3 separate regions of the Mus musculus genome follow, and all the other regions are linked to region 1. The links are chromatin contacts, called in public capture Hi-C and promoter capture Hi-C maps. All regions are on one chromosome and are shown on one strand. The core of a region is the stretch at or near the end of the contact, and the rest is flanking DNA. Distances in the headings are between cores, read along the strand shown. Region 1 holds the start of Fabp5 (fatty acid binding protein 5, epidermal). Region 2 has its middle 19 kb from the start of Fabp12. Region 3 holds the start of Zfp704 (zinc finger protein 704).

Region 1 (3,738 bases), core at 992-3,491:
ACAGAAACTTGTAATAAAGGGGATGTAGGCCGTGGAACTTCTTGCAGCATGGTAGAGGCTTGTCAGATTTTAATTGTGTGAGGGATGATACAATAATTAGTGTCTTGGCAGGGTGGCTGTGGCCTCTTCTCTTAGCTTCCTTATAAGCATCATGAACAAAGGACAGGCAGGTGTGGTCCTGTTTCACAAGATCTTTCGTGAGAAACTCCTCAGTGCGATTCCAGTTCTACTACTCCGCAGCACCGGCTCTCTTAGCCTCGTCTCCTCTCCTGTGAAACTGGGATAACTTCCTCAGGAATCGCAGGCATTAAAATTCATCCGTGCAAATGCCAGGAAGGACCACAGAGGGAGCAGTAGAAACTCAACAAGCTGACCTTGTCTCCGTGGTGATAGCCCGTCTGGGTGGCGACAACTTCATTTCAGCCCATGTTACCTCCAATGAGGTGTGGGAGCAGGCAGGAAGATTCTGTAAAAAAGACAGTCTGAGAAAGGTCATTCCACACACAGAAGGGAACTGATGGCCTCAGTCAGTGGGATGTCGCAGCTCAGGACACATCAATATATGTATGGCCTTAGTAGAGAATGTGGCACTTCATGTATGTATGGCATATTTTGAGCTGGTCTGAGAAGCTGCAGGCCTTTGGATAGCTTTGAAAGGACGTACTTTAGACAAAGAAAATCATAAGTATAAATTGTCGTGCATTTGTGTGTGTTTGTGTGTGTATGTGTGTGTGTTTACGGGCCTGCATGTGTGCACATGTATGTGGAAGCTAGTAGTTGACATCAGCTGTCTGCCACGACAGGATCTCTGACTGACCCGGAAGCTTGCCAATGCCGGGTGGGCTGTACCAGGGAGCTGCAGTTCTAGGTGCAGACACAGCAGCAGCTTTTGTGTGGGTGCTGTGGATCTGAAGGAGTCTTCCATCCTGGGTTCACTTCCTCAGCTGCAGGGCAGCGTGACTGCAGTAAATTCACTTAGAGTTATTGTATATATCCAACCTAGTAAAAAATTATGGCTCAGCTGCCCTCAAACAGACTTAGGACATTTACATTGGCCTGTGGTTGGGCAAATTATCTAATACAAACCTGAATCCTAACAAAGCATGGACTATCACAGGTGGCTTACTAAAAATGACACTGAAAGTGAGGATCAGTAACTGTGTAATGACAACTTCCGCAAGGGTGTTGGCCACACCTGTAATGTCAGCATGTGGTAGCTGGAGAGTGATGGTCAGGAGCTACTAGCTGCATATGGAGTTAGAGGCTAGCCTGGGCTACATGACCGCTCCATAACCTTTACTCAATTCCTCTTCTCACTGTCTCATAAAATGTGCTCCCTTTGTCTCCCTGTATCTCTCCCTGCCTCCCCTCCCCACACACTCAGATTCTGTGACTGGCGATGGCATCTAACTGTCAGCGGATTGTCCTTGGAGCCTTATGTTTTGTGGGACTTCAGTGCATATCAAAGTGATAATTTTTTTTTTATAGTCAGTATATTCTAGGCAATTTACTAATTCATAGCTGGGCCAGCCACCCTCAAAGGATGGAGGGAAGTAAAAGTTTTGATCCCTGATCGGGGAATAGAAGCTAGTAAGATTTTTCAGGAAGTGACAGTTACCTAAGCTGAAACTTGCTAGTGTAGTGGAGAAAACAAACTTGTAGAGCATTGTAATCTCCCTTAGAGACTGCTGCCAGGATTGTCTAGCATGCACAGACAGACAACCAAGAGGCCCCAGTGAGGCCCCAGGAGGCGGGAGGGTGGGGTCAGAAGGTTCTTTCATGAGGGAGTAGGATGTAGGGCTAAGGAGATTGCAGTTTATTAATTCAGTAATCAGCCATTCAATTCCTATAGCGCCAAGCGATGGCTAATTTGTTCCTCCCAGGTACTTATCAAAAGCAAATGGAGGCGGCAGGACAGTGGGACCACGGCGCGCAGGCTGTCCTCAGATGGCGCGGGTGGGGGTGGGGGTGATCCCTGGGCCCACGGGACTGTGCCGCAGCTGTCACTAAGGGAGGCACAGGGCGCGCCAGACGAGTCGCAGCTTGCAGGAGCTGCGGGAAACGTGACGTCCCAGTCCGGCGCAGCCAGGCCAGGGTGGCACCTTCAGACCCCCCAGCACAGCCCAAGGCGCACAAGTCCGGGCGTGGCGAGGGGCGGTACCAGGCTGAGGCGCGCCTCCTATTGGCTGCCCGACACCACCCCCACACCAAGGACGATATAAGCGCAGATGGCGCCAGGAGCGGAACAGCGCCCTCGCCACCGCGTCTCTGCTGCTTTTGTGCTCTCCCTCCCACCATGGCCAGTCTTAAGGATCTCGAAGGGAAGTGGCGCCTGATGGAAAGCCACGGCTTTGAGGAGTACATGAAAGAGCTAGGTGAGATTTTATCGCCGAACCCCTCCCTGGCTCCTCATCCTTGTGGGGATGTGTTGGTTCCCTTCCACCATGCGATCGGGGGAGCTGCAGGGAGCACCTTGCGGCAGTTAGGATGGAGTGCCCGCCTTTGTCGCCGGCTCCGCACGTGGTGGGTCACCCCGCTTCTCCCCTTTTCTGCTTCTTGCCCCCGAAGCAGCCCCTCATTGCTTCCGGCCCTTCACAGGTGCGTGCCAGCGGTACTGCTGTGAGCCCCCTACAAACAGCCCCTCAGTTGCCTCTTAATGTTATCCCCACTTCTCTTCCTATCCTCACCTGTGCCACCGTCCTGCCCCATCATCCTCCCCTGGCGTGGCAGCACTCACTCTCCTTTTCCCTTTGCCCCATCTTTTGTTCCTCGATGGCGCCAGTCCCCTCCACCCCATCTCCGCCTCAGAGAGGACACCGCGTGGTAGGGCGTGGTTTCTGCAGAAGCTCTTTAGAGGCTATGAATGATGCTGCTTATATCCCTTTCTCTGCAGCACGTCTCAGGTCCTCTCCTCGCCGCACTGGCTAGGCGTGGCGCCCGCGGCGCTGCACGGTCGACAGCTGGTGGCATGTGGGCGAAGTGCGGAGACATCCATTGTGCATGGTTGTTGTCTTGCGACCGTTCTGTTCTACTTCTTTCTCTTGATTCTGGAGGGTGAGGAGCAAGGAGACTTGGGCCTGGCTGGAAAACTATAATCAGAAACTGCTGTTGCTGGGCCGTGGCTGCCAACTGCTACAAGATGGGTGTGGCTTTGCAGCAAGCACTTGCTCCTTAAAGCCTAACCAGAGAGTGGGCAAGGTTCAAATTCACCCTCACTGGAAATAGTGCCTCGTTGTCTGTTGCCAGTTTTGCCTACTCTTAAGATAGGGATGCATTGGTAAACACAGAACAGACAACGAAATCGACACTTGTCACAGATGCTAGGAAGTGGGATGGGGTTAACGGAAAGGTACTCTCTCGGAAGAGGTACTGCTGGTAGGAGGAGGCAGCTTCAGGCGCTGCTGTTCACAGTATTCCTCCCTGGTTAAGAACCAGCCTTAATTCTTTTAAACATTCAGCACACTATGGGGCTAAGTCTGGCTCCTGATGAATCCTGTTTGTGCTAACGCTATTGTCAGAATGTGGATGCATTAGGGGTTTGTGTCTTTCCTTGTCCACAGTGGAAAGCCGCACAGGTGTGAGTGAGAGCCAGTAGAGAGCACTGTTTGAAAGCAGCTGGTGTTTATGCTGTGAGTGGCTAGTTCTCCAGATTGTGGCCTTAGGAAGGTTATAGGCCTTACCCATAGGTTCTGGGCAATGTAGAGGGGAGCACAGCAGAAGACTCACAGGGACACGGGA
Region 2 (3,864 bases), core at 1,056-3,555, 260 kb after region 1:
GGGTTCCTGTAAAATAAAATAACAAAATAAAATAAAGCCAAATACTTTCTTACTTCAAGAAGGAAAACTAGTGTACAGTCACAATCTGAACAAAGCAAAACCAAATTTTCAATGTGTGAATAATTCTGTCCACCATCTGGGATCCACTAACAATCCAGAAGGGGTCCTGAAAAGAGCTTAGATAACCACCCATAGCACATGACGGCTTATCTCCCAGGTTCAAGCTGGCTCCACTCCACAGCTGCTGCTGTCCTTGGTGGTCATCCCACAGCATTGGCTTCTCTAAAATGTCAGAGTCTCTGCTGTAACTGACAGCACTTTCACCGATAAGCTCTCCTGGGCTGGGCTTTCTTCATGGTGTCAAGCCTCAACTTCTCTGCATGGCCCCTTCAGTCCTGGGCCTTCAATGCTACTGAGGTTATACCTGCCTCTCCTGGCTTCTTACAGTGCCAAACCTCAGCTGTTCACCATGACCCTTTCATGCCTTCAAATCAGTGCACCAAGTCTGCTGCCATCATAAAGCTAACTAGCACACACCTCTAGAGAAGGAACTCATCACAAATGATATCTAATGAGGGAGGAAACTAAGTTTTCTTTAATACAATGATCAGTGATACTGTATTGATACTGATCACTGTATTGATCAACTCCACTCTAGGGTGGGCCTAAAGAAAAGTAGACCCCATAACTTTTGGGTTGTTTGTTCGTTCGTTCCTTTGTTTGTTTGATTGTTTGTTTGTTTTTGAGACAGTTTCTCTGTATAACAGCCCTGGTTGTCCTGCAACTCATCCCATAGACCAGGCTGGCCTTGAACTCAAAGATCCACCAGTCTCTGCCTCTCAAATGCAGGATTAAAGGCATGCACCACCATGCCTGGCTGACTTTATGATTTTTAATGGCATTTTTCTTTTTAAAGAGAGAAAGCATGAACTTAGATGAACCGGAGTTAATGGTAAATAAATAAATGCCCATTAAGAATAGAATTACTCTATGACCCAGCTCCTACCACAGAGATATCTATGCATCCAGATTCTAGTTATACTAGTGAGGGGCTTGAATCTGTATAGATGTCTATCAGCTAATGAATGGATAATGAAAAAGTGGTTCAAATGCAAGACAGAGATACTTTCATCTATAAAAAATAAAATTATGAAATTTGCAGGGAAGTAGATGAAACTGAAAACTGCTCTATTGAGTGACGTAACCCCCGCACAGAAACACGAGAACCACAGTCTCTCTCACAGGTGGATCCTAATTTCAAGTTTTTAAGTTTTTGTGTTTAATTTGACATGTCTTATAGAGACTAGGAAGCTAAAACAAAGACCCCTAAAGGGGGAAGGAGAAGAAGCCTTAAGAAGCGTAGAGAGTATATTAGAACACATGTAACGGAGGGAGGGATACAGGGAATGGAAAGGTCTAAGTGGGATGAGGGCCTTAGGGGAGATGGAGGCTCTCGATGGGGATACCGGGTAGTTAGGCAAAACTGAGAATGGACAAACTAGCATATGCGAACTCAGTATTTGGCAAGTTAGTTTGGTTTTTCATTTTGTTTTTTTTTTAAACAAACAAACAAACAAAAAGGAGATTGAGGGCTGGAGAGATGGCTCAGTGGTTAAGAGCACTGACTGCTCTTCCAGAAATCGTGAGTTCAGTTCCTAGCAACGCACATGGTGGCTCACAACCATCTGTAATGGAATCCGATGCTGTCTTCTGGTGTGTCTGAAAGACAGCTAGCTACAGTGTACTCACTTACATTAAATAAATAAATAAATAAATAAATAAATAAATAAATAAATAAATAAATCTGAGAGAGAGAGAGAGAGAGGGAGGGAGAGAGAGAGAGAGAGAGAGAGAGAGAGAGAGAGAGAGATTGAACTGAGGTACCCTGCATTGGTTTATGATGGTGCTCACAGAAATCATAGGTTATAAAGCCAAAATCCCTGGTCCTGATGTGGGATATTTCTTCATGAATAGGAGGCCCCCGAATGCTGCTAAACAGCACAAGCTATGGTGATCATTTTAGGTAAGACCGTATTACTAAAACGACCATGCAGTTTTATTACAGAACATAAAGCAAAGTGGAGCACACTGGAAGCTTCCTCCTTGCTGGCTAGCTGGCTAGGCCACCAGATGAGAAACGTCATCAGTGAACTGCGTGCTACAGCACAGACCAGGCAAGCACGACTCGCTCATCGGCAAGACTGTTGTGAGGGTGACGCTGCACTTCTGACAACACTGCACTTTCTGACAGGTCGTGAGGCCCGGCACACAGCACACCCATGCCTGGTGCTGTAAAACAGGTCAAAAAAAAGCTCAGGGCTCAGGAGGTCAGAGGCTCTAGGGGAGGAGCTTTCACTGCTGTTCTGCTGAGCAACTATGTTGTCAAACTGCGTTTTAAATACTGATGCTTGTATCCGTACATTACTGCTGCTCTCAGCCCTGGTCAGACAAGCTTCTTTGTACAGTCACTTCAGTCAATGCATAGTCAGCCAAAGGGTGAAGACTATGACAGCCTACCGCTCACTCCTAAAGAGAACGTCTACATTGCACACAAAGCTCAGAAAAGATCACAGAAGAGAAGAAGAAAGATGTAGGAGCTGGGAGACGGGAGGAATGGAGGCAAGTGCTGCATTCTGACACAATATGGCTGTTACACCCAGGGACCCCCAGTACCTGGGCTCAGCTGAAGAAGTCTTGCACAAGGTTTCCAAAGAGATGTGGGGCGGGACTCATGAGGCCTCGCCTCTAGTTGAGGAGCTATTAATGGTTACTGTTGGCAAGGAGCGGGTAGATTTCAGTAATGAGGCCCACTCAACTGATAATTTGCCCAGTTTTCAGTAAATAACCCCACACTCAAGGAAGCAACCCTAATTAAATTCAGAGGGTAATTTTTGTTTTAAAAAAGTCATGAAAGGAGGAGAAGGATTTGTTAAGAGTGGAAAGAGGGTAGTAAGAGAAGGTCATGGGGCAAATGAGCAAAATGCTTTAAATATAGCTATGAAACTGTCAAATAATAAGTAGAAAAGATGGATAATAAATAAAAGTGGTGCTTCTAAAACTGGTTTGTTTACTTGTAAAATTACAATTACAGTAAACACAGCATTAGTTTAACTTCTACCCCGCTGTAGGAATGTTGACCATTGTGTTTGCAAGTTTAGAATGTGTTATCTAACCTTGCAAATATATTCATCTAATATTGCAGAGCGCTCAAAACATCTTGAGAAAGGCCTTTGGAAGTCTCATAGCCTTGCCACGCAGGTTTGCACAGACTCCTGTCCCCTGCTCTTACTACACTCATCCTGTCTGAAGCTTCACAGACCTTGGAAGGGCCAGCCAGCCTGCCTAGGATGCTTTCCCCATCAGGAAGCTCAGGAATTACACATAAGTAGTCCATACCCCACCCATAGTCACTTTCAAAACCATCAGATGATTTTATGTTCTTGGCACACAATACTAAGGTTTGCTGACTGACTAATAGGCACCTCCCTATTCCACACAAGAGCATAGACTCTATGAAATGACGTGTCACAGAAATCGTGATTCACATCTGGCAGGCTGCAGGTACTCACAGAATATTTGTTAGCCAGGCATAGTGACATATACCTGTAATCACACCATTCAGAAGACTAAAGCAGGAAAATCGTAAGTTCCAGACTAGCCTGGGCTATACAAGGATTTCCAGGCCAGACTAGCCTGGGCTATACAAAGATTTCCAGGCCAGCTAGAACTACATAAGGAATCCTAAGCCATCCTGAGCTGCATAAGGAATTCTAGAACATCTTGCACTACATAAGGAGACCTCACCTAACAAGGAAAATATTGTACAAATTTCATATGTGACTAAACTCTAGATTTGACTTCTCA
Region 3 (3,926 bases), core at 88-2,587, 400 kb before region 1:
AGGGCGAGGAGAAACACGGGGATGGGGGAGGGGCAAAAAGCTCGCGGAAACCAAGGTCTAGGTTGTTGCTGCACAGGCTCCCAACTCCTTCACAAGTGCCTGTGATGGAACCGACCAACAACTGTTCTCAGGTGAAAGGAGGTGTTGCAGGTTGCTGGCTAGTTTCCAGAAGCTTGAACAAGAGAAGGAAGACTCCTGCCTCCCCAGAGCAGAATAAAATATCAATGCCAGGCCGATCGGGGCTCCGACCTCGTCCAGCTCCCAAGTTCCCCACCCTGCCCAGAGAAGCGCTCCTTCCTTGCCTACCGGCACGCGGGACCACGCATCCGCCCGGCCTCTGAGCACCGACAGGCCGCCGGGCGCCGCTGAGCCGCTGAGCCGCTGAGCCGCAGTTCCGCGCGCTGCCCACCGCCGCCTGACACACCCCTCCCGGCCCGCGCCGCTGCGCTCGGCCTCCCCGGCGCCCCGGCGCCCCGCCGAGCCCGCTGCGCCCCCCACCGATCCCCGGCACCTCGCACGCACCTTCACCGCGCCTCGGGCGGGGCCCTTGGGAAGCGCACGGCCGGGTCCGAGGGGCACGAAGCGCTCCTCAGCGTCCTCGTCGTCCTCGTCGCCGTCCACCACCTCGACAACCACCTCTTCGTCCTCTTCCTCGTCGTCGTCCTCCTCCTCCGCGACCCCTCGGGGCTTCTCCGTTACCCGCCCGCGCGTCCTGCGCCTTCGGCCCGCGCCCTCCTCGTCCTCGTCCTCCTCGCCCAGCAGCAGCAGGACCGGCGACGAGGCGGCGGCAGCGCGCGAGGGGCCGGTCCCGCGCGGCGGCGGCAGCGGCGGCCTCCAGCTTCCCGGTGCGGCGGCCGGGCTGGGGCCGGGGGGCGGGAGCCCCAGAGCGGCGGCCTCGGGGGCGGGAGCGGGCGCAGCGCCCCCGCGGCGGCTGCCCAGGCTGGGGCGCTTGGCCAGGCGCCTGGCCTGCATGCCTGCGCCGGGCTTGCGGGCCGGAGCGCCGGGCTCCTCGCGGGCTGCGGCTGGGCCCGGAGACGCGCGGCTGCGGGGCTTGCGGGGCCGCCTCCCGGGCTGGCCGCCGCTGCTGGCTGGCAGACGCGCGGACGCCGCCTTCGCTGGCCGGGCCCGCGGGGACGCCGGCGGCTACGGCGGGGCGGCGCGCCGGCCGCGGGCGGGGGTGGGTGTGAGCGAGCGCGCTGCTCCCGCTGCCGCTACCTCCGCCTGCGCCTCCCGGGAGCCGCGGGCTGCGCTGCGCTCCATGCGGCCGGCGGCCGGGCCGGCGCGCGCCTCTCCGGGCCCTGCGCCCGCGCGCTCAGGGCCTACCGCGGTGTCCTGGGCGCGAGCTGTTTGTGTCGTGTCTTCACCGCCTCCCCCTCTTCCCCAGTCCTCGCTGCCTTCCTGGTCTCCGTTCAGACAAAACCCGGACTGGATTTTTTTCCCCAGACCCGCGCTCTCTGAAAATCTGCCGGCTTCCCAGCAGTTGGCTGGGACACTGAGGCCACCCTTGCCCCTGGGCCCATGTCTCCCTCTGGTGGGAAAAGCGTAGGTTTAGACGGCAGGAAGGTGTTTGCTTAAGAGATTTGCTCAAGAGTGGTTCTCAGATGGCGACCACTGGTGCTCAAGTGGAGTTCGACCAGGTGTGCCAACCCCAGGTTTGGGGTCAGTTCCCAGCCTGAGTCCTCAGTCATGGAGATTCCTGCAACATTTCCCTGGCCCTCTCTACCAGGTTCCTTTGAGCACCAGGTTGTAGGCCTTGCCTCATGTTCTCAGCTCTGTGCAGGTTTGGCCCTCCTATGTGTTTCTTCCAGTTTCCACCTGAGGTCCTTACCTGGTGATATGATATGGGCCGAATTCCAAAAGTGTTCTTTCTGCTCTTGGTTTGGTCTACTGGCACTGTCCCAGTCTAGAGAAAGCAACACACCAAGTGGTCAAGATTGTTATTTCAGCTTTTTATATATGTAAGCTAGCAGAAGGCCAGTTTGCCATGTTATGAATGACTGCTGCTTTCGGAGGGAGTAAACCAGACATTCTGCATCCAGATCATGCCCCTAAATTCTATAGGTTTTGGCTAGGGCTAGGAGGGCCTTATTCATCAACAATTGAGTAAAAGGGTGTCCACATGGCCCATTGTTCTTGGAGATTGAACATCACGTGGCTTGCTAGACATGTGATGGGGCTCATTAAATGTTTATTTGGGGTACCTTCCAACCGCTAAAGAGGGATGAGGACAAGGATTCTAAAATGAACTTTGTCCTCCCAGAAACTGATCACCCGTCCAGAAAATGCCTGTTTTAAGTAATCACATCCAAAAATAGTGGTGTGTTTTAAAGCCACCTTGTTCTCACTTCCTGTGAGGCACTGGCCCACAGGTCCTGTCCGTCCTTTCTGAAATGCCTTTCCGTCAGCCCTTCCTTTCGAGTCCCAAAGCTCTGCTAACACCTCCCCACAGTGAAATTGGAAGTGCGTACAGTCTGAAGAGGAGGTGTGCACACATGCAGGTGTGCACACATGCACTCCCTGCCCCACTTCAGATACCACCCCAGAATTTATCTCCCTCAAAGTGCATTCAAAACACACCGTTTCTAGTGAACTTTTCATCTGTAAATATCCTGTTCAGGAAATTAGAATGAGCAAACCTTGTTAACTGGAGCATTGTAATTTATGGGTGTGTCTTGGATGTAGCTAGACCCTCCCAGAAGCAAGTGAATTGTTTCCGTGAGCCTAGAAAGAGTAGCCCCAGGCAAGGAGCGAAGCTGCTCTCCTCCAGATTGAAGATAGTGGCTTGGTTGATCTCATGAGATGATTTGGAGAGAGGCAGCTAAGTATATGGGTCTCTGGCAGAGGTGGGCAGGTGGCTCAAGGACCTGTACGAGGGGTGCAGAAGAGATCTTATCGACTGTTTCAACTAACAGCACAGCTGTCATGGTCATCAGAACAGCTGTGATCCTTGCATGCCATCGGGCTGATTGGCTGTCCTTAGGAGGAGTGGGCACAAAGCCTCTCCATGAGACTCAGCCTGTCCCCCAGCCACTTGTATGGAATTTTGCCCGAGTGGCACTTGTCTCTGTCCCAGCAGAGATGCTGGATTACAGAGTGTGGAAGGTTAACTGAAGGGGAGACACCCCCCCCCCCAATCTCTGCAGCTGTGGGTAAATCATTCATGCTGGGTAAGACTTTCTGGTGGCACAACTGCTTTGGGCTCACCCATGTTCTTGTAAGTCCTCCTTCATGTTTCGAAGTAAGCCCAATAAAGTCACTGCTCCCTAAGGGGTTTAGTGGGACTGTGTTCATCATCTATGTCATGACAAAACTTCTCCTGGGGAGAGAAAACACACCTATCAACTTACCCCAGATAGGGAAGCCATGACACACTAAAGTTTGGATGCCATCAAAGTCCATCTTGGTGAACTTGGTGAATGAGTGTTACTGGATCACTTACAGGAATATGGGCAAGGGCTTCTTCCAGAAGCAGGAAAGGCTGAGTTTGCAGCCCTGAGAAGGTATGGACGGGTAATAGCTTCTAAGGGAGGAAAAGGCAGTTGTCTGTAATGGTGTGACTCCAGGTCAGCCACACTCTAATTAATGGATAGCCCCATACCCAGGAGTAAGTTTATGAACAGCAAAAGCTAAAGTTGATGGGTTATTAAATTTAGACAGGTCACAAAGTTGGGGTGGGGAGATCTGGAAGGAGACCAAGGGAAGAGTTGGGGGTGAATATTATCAAAATAGCTTGCATGAAAGTTTCAAAGAACTCTTATTTTGTAGACTAATGAGTTAATATATACAGTCATCTTTAGAGTCTTATATGTAATCAGTTTAATAGAAAGCCACATCCTGCTTTTTTGTGCATTCCATGGGTTCCTGGGATGGAACTTGGAAGCTCAGGCTTGCTCAGCTAGCACCTTTACCTAATAGCCTGACTCCCT

What was found. Promoter capture Hi-C pulls out the DNA fragments that hold promoters and counts their contacts. Capture Hi-C pulls out chosen DNA fragments and counts their contacts.
Region 2: a promoter capture Hi-C map of neutrophils shows a contact between it and region 1. The contact joins the enhancer-like site here to the promoter of Fabp5 in region 1. A contact is called at or near these places in 15 of 39 promoter capture datasets (3T3-L1-derived adipocytes, the C10 cell line, the HPC-7 cell line and 11 more), 2 of 15 datasets of contacts at CTCF or cohesin (the NIH/3T3 cell line and pro-B cells), 12 of 484 Hi-C or Micro-C datasets (bone marrow-derived macrophages, cerebellum, embryonic fibroblasts and 7 more), 24 of 115 datasets of contacts at active chromatin or transcription factors (the 230-238 cell line, the SCID.adh cell line, T-cell acute lymphoblastic leukemia and 17 more) and 4 of 9 other capture datasets (adipose tissue, liver, macrophages and 1 more).
Region 3: a capture Hi-C map of macrophages shows a contact between it and region 1, with 3 times the contacts expected there. The contact joins the promoter of Zfp704 here to the promoter of Fabp5 in region 1. A contact is called at or near these places in 7 of 39 promoter capture datasets (the C10 cell line, HPC-7-derived erythroid cells, cranial neural crest and 3 more), 1 of 115 datasets of contacts at active chromatin or transcription factors (large pre-B cells) and 3 of 9 other capture datasets (adipose tissue, liver and macrophages).

The regions. Positions count from the first base shown.
Region 1 is chr3:10,010,344-10,014,081 of GRCm38.p6, forward strand. It overlaps Fabp5 (fatty acid binding protein 5, epidermal), which reads left to right and starts at 2,242. Exons shown (of 4, transcript NM_010634.3): 1 at 2,242-2,375. The coding sequence starts at 2,297.
Region 2 is chr3:10,271,151-10,275,014 of GRCm38.p6, forward strand. It overlaps a transcript of Fabp12 not described here. Among named protein-coding and RNA genes, the nearest start is that of Fabp12, 19 kb to the left of the region's middle. Within about 2 kb of position 2,306, at least 33 of the 459 cell types and tissues checked have an H3K27ac peak or open chromatin away from gene starts, as enhancers often do. A contact at or near this core is called in acute myeloid leukemia and neutrophils, where this site is marked.
Region 3 is chr3:9,608,748-9,612,673 of GRCm38.p6, forward strand. It overlaps Zfp704 (zinc finger protein 704), which reads right to left and starts at 1,338. Exons shown (of 9, transcript NM_133218.2): 1 at 523-1,338. The coding sequence starts at 972.